Linked DNA regions of Xenopus laevis: region 1 is linked to region 2. Evidence: chromatin contacts called from public Hi-C data. All regions are on one chromosome and are shown on one strand. The core of a region is the stretch at or near the end of the contact, and the rest is flanking DNA. Distances in the headings are between cores, read along the strand shown.

Region 1 (4,607 bases), core at 200-2,699, 90 kb before region 2:
TAACATTCCCTTAAAGGCTACAAGATGGCTGCACTTTGGATATCAATAAACTGAATAGTAATGTCGGGTTCTAGAAACTGTCCATGGACGGCCTTCCATGCAAACATCTCCTCTACTTTATTACACACTGGATGCATCGGTTTATCACTGCTTACTAAATTGGATCACAAGCCATGAATGAGTTAAACTCAGTTATACACAAGCTGCGCAGAACAGATATATACACCAGCTTGTACACCAGGGAATGCACAACTACCTAAAAACAGAGACTAATTACAGAGTACATATAATAGTATCTCACTCTGTACCACTATGCAAAGCTCTGTGTGAATTAGTTGATCACAAACCTGGACGATAAACATAAAAGTGCCGAATGCACATCCCAATATAGAGGAACTGGATGTAATAGCTAGAGAAGCAGCAGAGCCTTGCACAGCAAACGTGACACTTTCATATAAAAATCAGGTACAGTTGCATGATCTTTGGGGTTAACTTTAACCTCCAATTCCTTATAAAATGATGCAACAATGAGACAGATTTCACGTTGGCGACAATTGTACATTATTTGTGATACCTGCTCACACTTGGCATTAGCATAGAACCCAGATCCACTATGAGTGCTGGTTTCTGAACACACTCACATTATAATTATATCATATCAGTAGACTGGAATTAGCTATGAGTGATGCCACTAGCCCTACTCTGTGTCTATACTGCTACTGATTTAATCACCACTTCTGCAAGAGGATCCAGCCACTCCATGCCAAGCAGAATGCTGCCAGCCTAACTCGTTGAATAGTTGGTTACAAATGCACTCCGTTCTATAGTCAATAACAACTGGGCAAAAGATAAGATGCCAATGGTGCATTAAATATACAGAAAGGATAAAAACAAATTATCGGAAATATAGAAAAATATACTTAATACCTTCTCCAGAACTTGACTTCTCTGTTTTAATCCACTAAGCACACCCAGTCTCTACTGTTAGGATCAGCAGGGAAAAGTCATCTTTTTTAACAGAATTCCCCGTCCATCCCTTCCTGTAAAAGAGATGTAAAGTGGCTACTCCAGGCTGTAGTTGTCAGCTCATATGTGAACAATCCACTTTTACTGCCAATGTTTCATTCCTGCGGCACAGTCATCTCTGAAAAGTCCTGTCTTCTTTATTATAAAGCACTTCCGTGTATTCCATTAAGCTGTGGGTCCCTGTGCCTGCTGGAGGTAACACATATTATCATCTGTTGGTGAAACTTTCTCTCAATTTTATCAGTTTTCTGCATAAGGAGAGAGGGGAAAAAGAAGAGGAGGAGCACTTTCCGAAGGAAACGTCTGCGGGGAGGGACTGTACTGTTCCTGATGTAAGCTGCCTTTGAGAAAAGTTTAGTTTCTGGCTAAAACAGACTGACTGCCAGAATTCCCAGCATGCAACCTGAGTAACATTTGGTTTCAATTAAGGGGGGGGAAGCAGCTCACAATCACACTGGCCTCTCTCAGGTTTTTTCCTCCTGACCCCAGAAATGTTTACTGTGAAAAAAGACATATATCAAAATTGCAAGGCCTGCAGTTTCTCTTTCTTTCGGGAAAATACAGGAAATTAAAGACAATTAATAAAGATTAAATGCCGAAAGATACTGGAAACAAGCAGGGCCGGATTAACATAGTCGGCGCCCCTAGGCCCACTGCCGTTTGTCGCCCCTGTTCCCTCCCCTTTATTCCTGCAAATTTTCATCATTGGGACCAGAGCAATAGGGATTGGTGCACAGGAAACTATTGTATCTCCTGCGCATCCCTAGTGTTTTTGAACCAATGTGCATGCGGTTGGGCAACATGCTGCCCCCTAAAATCCTGCCGTCCTAGGCCCGGGCCTTTCCCCAAATCCGGGCCTGGAAACAAGGTCAGTTAAACTTGAGAAGCAGAGAACCTAGCCTAGTTAGGGTGAGACAGGCTAAAAGGAGCCAAAAAGCATAAGGCCTTCTGTAAAAAGAAGGTATTTACTTGTCTCGTGTCATATACAGTACATAGCACTGCCTTAAATGCAAAAATTAGATTTTAACTCTCACATAAAGCATTATGGGTGGTGCCATGCAAATCACTCCTTTATGTCCCTTTCAACCACTGGTTTAATAGCACAGATATAGCCTAGAAACAGACTGTCTACAAGTTTGGATATTAGGCTGTATTTGTGCTATAAACCAGGAGTGATTTGCATGTCTCTGCCCTTAATGCCTCTAGTTTTTTGGTATTTATTTTGTATGTGGCACGAGGCAAGTAAATACCTTCTGTTTTCAGAAGAGTTGATGCTGCAAGCTAAGCTTGAGAAACCCTTGTGTTGAGAGAAAAAAAACCCAGTAGGTAGGAAATAATGGACGGAGGACGTAAAAGAGAAGACAAAAAGAAGTAAACAGAATAATTAAATGAAGATAGAAGACAATTATAGTGAGTGGATGAAGCATCCTCTCCAGCTGCTCTTGTGGGTTTGGGTAAAATTGCTATGCTTTTCAATGGTCAAAGTAAAGAATCAGGTACAAATTACTGATGTGGGTAACAGGGCTGATACTACAAATGCTGAGTTAGGTGGGTAAACTAGGATGCACAAATAAATTTTGTGTGAGTTGAGACATATAGGCATGACAATGGGAACTAAGAAGCGCTGTACATTTCTATACTTTAAAGGGGTTGTTCACCTTCCAAACACATTTTTCAGTTCAGTTGTTTTCAGATTGTTCACCATAAACAAAGGCTTTTTTCAATTGCCTTCCATTTCTTTTTTACCGTTTTCCCAAAATTTAAGTTTAATGTTCGTGTCTCTAGTGTTTCAGTCTGGCAGCTCAGTGATCCAGGAGCATCGGAACGGTTACAATTTGCTACAATTAGTTAATACAATTCTCAGCAGTATCTGTGGAATTCTGCTCAGCAGGGACAAAGATAACAAATGTATCAACTAAATGTATCAGTTTAGAACAGTTAAAGAGTCGGCGACCCCCCCCCCCTTCCAGAGCTGCTTTAGAAGGTGAAAAATTAAACTTTACACTCCAATGTTAGAAAAACTGTCACAAATAGAAATTAGAAAGTCATTGGAAAAAGTCTTTGGGGCAGATTCACTAAAGGGCGAAGTGAATAACGCTGGCGAAAAATCGCCAGCGTGACGTCATTTCAGCACTTCGCCAATTTACTAACGGTAGCTGGTGTAAATTCGCCAAGGAAATAGATTCTGGCGCAACTTCGCACTCTAACACCAGGCGAATTTACGGTCTGGCGAAAGAGCGTTACTACACAAATTCACTACGTTTTTGATTTTACTGACCCTTACCTCTATCGCCAGACTTGCCTTCGCCACCTCAGACCAGGCGAAGTGCAATAGAGTAGACAGGAGTTCCTCAAAAAAAGTTTAAAATTTTTCTAAGTCCCAAAAATCGCTGGCGTTCTTTCCTATTTAAAGGGTGATAGACTGAAAAAGATCGTAAATTTTTTTTTCAGGTATCATCCTTCCCCCCTACATTTGCTAACATATGGCACCTAAACTAAACTGTGGGCACATGTGTAGGGTATTATAACAACTTTTATATAATTTTATTAAGGTTCCCTGGCCTTGTGTAGTGTAATGTATTTGCTGCAGCATATACGGCCATTGTACTTTAACTGCACGCCGTATGCTAATTAGCCAACGCTAGCGTAACTTCGAAACTGCTGAGCGTAATTTCGTGTTCGGTATCCTGTGCGCAACTTCGGATCTTTGTGAATTAGCGTTGTCCAGGTGAATTTACGCCTGGCGAAGTGTTGCGATGTGCTCGAAGCAATCGTTGGCAAATTTTCGCCTGTTAGTGAATTTGCCCCATAATTTCTGCTGAACTACAAATACAAATAAACTGAAAAAAGTGTTTGAAGGTGAACAACTAATATTTGGGCACATGATTAGTGAAATGATCTGCCACTTGGTCTATACTGCTGCCTGTGTGCTGAAGGTGTTAGTAATAGACACGTACTGGCATGTAGTGATGCACCGCTCTCGCATACGTCTTTAGTTTACTGTACTGGCACGTTGGTAAGTCTATTGCACCTTCAGCCCTAAAGCAGTATGAGAGAGGGGCCCATCACTATGTACCTGGAACAGAAAAAGTCACCAAGACAAAAAAAGTCGCCATAAGAAAAAAAACCGCCTATTGACTTCAACGGTTTTGGACAAAAAAGACGCAGAGACAAAAAAGTCACCACAAGAACAATCATCTTTGACGTTAATGAATTTGGAGGGAGAAAAACATTTTGTTCATAAAAAAATTGCCGTCCATTGACATCAATGTATTTCACTAATTTTTCTCCATTTCCCAAATTTTTGGCAAACGAAACGGGACAGATTCGCTCATCGCTATCTGTGAGCAAGTGGTGCTTGGTACATTAGAGAACTGCATAGGAACAATTCCTAACTTTTATTTCAAAGTGGTTTCTCCATGCAGAATTCCCAGCAGCTGCCTACAAGAAAAGCTCTCCCAAACTATAGTGTATTTTTGTTTACATTCAAAATAAAGCTTTGTTTTAGTAATTCAAATTATGTTTATCTTTCCACTGTTGTTTGGGTTATTCTGCAAACTTTTCTCGTTCATTCACCAATT
Region 2 (4,527 bases), core at 1,202-3,701:
GGATCTGTTCCACAAAAAGAGCAGCCCTAATACATTTTGGGAGATCTATAAGTAAATAAAATGTTCTGCATTTAAATGGTTATATAGAAAAATATGTTTTTTAAAAAAATTGTTAATAACTAAAAATTATAATGTTTTTTATTTGCTGTATGTTAAAAAGTATTCAGTGTTATCCTTAGTGTTATAAGCCAAGCTACAAGATGCTATTCTGAAGAAGTTATGCTGCCCTCTAGTGAAAATCATTGAACAAGTGTGCTTTTTATGACTTCTTAATTTTAGCAAAAACCAAGGGGTAAAAAGCACTAGCAAATACCTTCAATGTGTGTTTTTGAAATGCTTAAAGAAAAGCAAAGCCCCTCTAGGACTCTTCCCCTCTCCTGAACCATGTTACTGGGACCTCCTAAACTTCCCTGATTGCAGTACCTGGTTCTAAAAAAAACAGAGTATTTAATCAGGTATTTTAAAGAGAAAAAACATTTTAAGAGGTCACAGGTGTGTTGGTATTGGGCATCAATGATTCAGAATACTGCCTTTATCGACCCTTATCCATACATTGAATCCCTTGTATTTGCCTCAAAATCCACCCAGCTCAGGGTTCTGGATATGTTCTGGATATTTTCCTGGTCACAGTGAAATGGTTCTTAAACTCAGGTGTTAGAAAACTCTAGTACAATGTTTGCTTTCTATGGGATTGATTGATCAGCATTCCAATTCAAATTTTCTCTGCCCTAAACTCATGAATTCAAATTATATTTTCAAAAACTCAAATGTATGGTATGTATAAAGCACAAAAAACAAGTTCAGATAGACATCAGTGGCCATTGTTGTAGGCAAACTCAATGTTTTCTTACATTTTTCAAAATTTTTGAAAGTTTGTAGACCTATTGAAAATGATAACTAGAATATGAATTTGATGTATTTAAGAAGTCACAGTTCATCAAAATACTCTTAGGGGCTTATTTATTAAGGCGAGATTTCTTTTCACGGCATCAAAACACCGAAAACACCAAAAAGTTGTGGTAAAAAAAAGACAATTTTTTCACAATTTATTATGCCCCCAATCTGTTCCAAGTTCGAATCCAGAAATTCTCTGTCTAAAACCTGCTGAATTTATGTTCAGAGTTTCTGGGGAGTTGACGCTGGTTTTTCAGGCGCCATACATTAAAAAGTCTATTTTTTTCACAAGACAATCACGGTTTTCCCTAATCTGATTTTTCGAGTTTTTTTATTGATAAACAAGGGCAAATTGTGGATTTTAGTTTGGTCGGACTTTTTTTATTTAAAAAAACAAGAAAAATTTTGATTTTGATAAATAATCCCCTTAAAGTGTTGCCCTTATCCATACATTGAGTCCCCCACATCTGACGCAAAATCTTCACTGCTCAAGGTTCTGGATACATTGTGAATTTGAGAACTCAAAGTACATTATTTGCATTCTATTTGTATGCCCCACCTCTGTCATAAGGTACCCCACTACAGTACCTTGTGTGCCCCACTGATGTATGTTTAGAGTGAGCATGGGGGAGGCATAGATGCCAGGGGCAAAAGGCGAGAGTTTGCATTTCGGCACTGAAATGAGCCATGTGTGCCTTTACCCAGGCCAACAGAATCATTCTGTGTGCAGACAACGTAAGAGGCAGATTGCATATGGCCTGATTCTTTTTGTAAACAATTAGTGCTTATAAAAGCCAAACCAGGAATCTAGGCTTTTCACAAATGATTGGGCACTTGAGTGGATTGATTTACTGGAGTTTGTAGGTGAGATTCTATATATAGGATCAGTATGGCAGCTTTAATGTATGTAACCAAACACAGATGTATGGCAACTCATCTCTATACACTCACCCAACCGCTTACTACACTCCTCTACTGACCTGCTACTCAACTCTTCTCTCAATACCTCCTCACATTCTCGCATTCAAGACTTTGCAAGGGCTGCACCCCTCTTCTGGAACTCTCTCCCACGGTCTGTCTGACTTTCTCCCAACCTTTCTGCTTTCAAGAAATCTCTTAAAACGCACTTCTTTCGAGAAGCCTACCCTCACTCTGCTTAACTACCAAATGCAACACAACATACAGTACCACATTTCTCACCCACTTAATTCGATCTTGCCCACTCCCACACCTTGTGTATTACTCCCTTCCCTTTAGAGTGTAAGCTCTTTCTGCACAGGGCCTTCCTCATCTTTTGTACCGGTATTGGTTGTGATGTATGTAACTCCATATGTTCTATGTATAGAATTCATGTGATTTAGTTGTATAATCACATTTACTGTACAGCGCTACAAAATATGTTGGCGCTATATAAATACATGTTAATAATAATAAATTAAGTATAAAGATTCACTTTCTCTGCTGAACTACACGCAGGATTGAACATATTCCCCAAACTGACCACATGGTGTCACTACTATACAGGAAAGTTATCCTGTGCCTCATATACAAATACTTTTCCAAATGCTTTGCACACAAAATGCTCTCAGATCTGTGTGACCTGACTGTAAATGTAAAGCGGCCCTTTTAGGTGTTAATCTGTTTTCTTTTAGCCCCGGCCTCCCTCTAGCTATTAGAGAAGTAGGAAAGGGTGTGGAAGGAGGGTTCTTCCTGTGTAAATATTTACTTAATATTTAATGATTCTTGATAAAATAAAATTGAACATTTGCACGTTAGCAAGTAAGTCTTAGGCAGGCCTGGACTGGGAGTCAAAATAGGACCTGCCATTCCAAGTACACAGCCCCCCACCAGCCCAAACAGCCCCGACCAGCCCACTATATGGTAACTTTCTATGGAAACATACAGCAGCCCCTCTGGCATTTGCCAGAACCCACAGATTGCCAGTCCGGGCTTGGTCTTAGGGAATTGGCATACAGGAGGGTTTCAGGTACTGCCTAGTATCCCAAAAAAGAGGGATTGAAGCTTCCAAAATCACCACCCATCCATCAAGGACAAACACGTGAAAAGCAGGGAGACAAAGGAAAATCTGTCCCTGGCCAGAGCTACAAATATGAAATCAGCTAATAGCAGCGCCTTAAAATCTGACCCACGTTGCGGCCCTCCTGACTGCACTCGATACGATAAACATTTTGCCCATCAGTCTTGCTGTACAATATTCTGTTTATTGGTTTGATTGGATTTTTTTTGTGATTTTATTGCATTCTGAATTGTTCTTGATGAATCCATTTTGGACACAAATATCTTTATTTCGGGGTCTGTACGTGCCACATAGCTTTGCAGTCCTACAACAAACGCAGCCCTGCTACTCACTATCAAACAAAAGAGGCCAGACATTTATATTTATGATAGTTTAGCATTGTACATAAAGACGTGGCAGATAAGATGCTCCCTCCGCTTTTCTCAATAGTTTCAGTTTTCACCTTACTTTGTGACCAAGTTCCAAATCAGACCTCACATACTGCTTTGTGGATAGGAACACATAATTCAAATGTCTAAAAACCTTGGGCTCTGGTGTCCGCATTGTTATGTCACAGGGTTGAAGAAGTAGAACTGTGGGATTACAGTGAGTGATAAACAGTACATTATTCTGCAACCATAATAACCTTAATTGTTAGTGGAAATGTGCTTGTTTTTAACTTCATCTACTATGTATAAAACAAGAACATAAAATAACATAACTGGGGGCCTTATATATTCTGGGTGACAGCATCTCTTTATTACACTAATCTATTGTGCTAAACAAGGGTTAACAATGTAATTAAACAGTTAATGATAGGAGTACCTGTATGTGTAAACACATCCCTAAGAAAAGATTACATTTTTCTACGTCAATGTCTAGGGAATCTTTCAGCAGACAGAGAAGCTGCCTTTCATCCCATTCCCCATGTTTTGTCTACTGTCATTAGTAAATGCAGGTCTGTCATTAGTGGGGCAAATTCCTCATAGTGTTTGCATTGCTTATACTATATGTCACAGCTGTTTGGAATACTGGAGTATTGTGCTTTAGATTGCTCAGCGTATAATCTATCTGCCAGGCTTTTATAGTTAGGAGCTATTCACACTGGGCCCCTGACATGATTGTTTTAACTCACTGTTTCTCCAGCTTCATAAACATACATTACAAAAATGAGAAATCTTCAACCCATTACCATTATATTTATTTTAGAGATATTTTTTAAATTTTTGACCCAAATCTCCATAATAAGAATTCTAGCGCAATCAAGCCCAAATTCCAAGTTGCGTCTGCTTATGCGTCAACATATGCAGTGTGTTCAGATTGGTGTTTGCATCTAATTCACATGATCAAAGTCTGGTGCACCTATTGATGCTACCTGCTGTGGGAACTCTGCAGTTGCCAACAGATTCGGGGTTGCTGTAGCTCCAGGGTTCCCCAGCAGTTGCACCCCATTCACCAGAAGAGACAGGATGGATGCATTGTCCTTGTGGAAGTGCAGGAGCATAAATGGATGTAAACACCTTAATGTATTGAGTCAATGTGCACTCTTCATTTTAGCAGTCCGATGTAAATTACTCCTAAAGGGATTTAATATCATTGTGTGCAGCAAAGTAACC

The links. A called contact is a pair of places that touch in the nucleus more often than the background predicts.
Region 1: a Hi-C map of the XL177 cell line shows a contact between it and region 2, with 2.5 times the contacts expected there. The contact joins the promoter of ddr2.S here to the enhancer-like site in region 2. A contact is called at or near these places in 2 of 4 Hi-C or Micro-C datasets (the XL177 cell line and the XTC cell line).

The regions. Positions count from the first base shown.
Region 1 is chr4S:98,052,467-98,057,073 of Xenopus_laevis_v10.1, reverse strand. It overlaps ddr2.S (discoidin domain-containing receptor 2), which reads right to left and starts at 1,449. Exons shown (of 17, transcript XM_018261185.2): 1 at 928-1,449.
Region 2 is chr4S:97,963,390-97,967,916 of Xenopus_laevis_v10.1, reverse strand. All of the region lies in intron 1 of olfml2b.S (olfactomedin-like protein 2B), which reads left to right. Among protein-coding and RNA genes, the nearest start is that of olfml2b.S, 9.6 kb to the left of the region's middle. Within about 2 kb of position 2,451, at least 1 of the 7 cell types and tissues checked has an H3K27ac peak or open chromatin away from gene starts, as enhancers often do.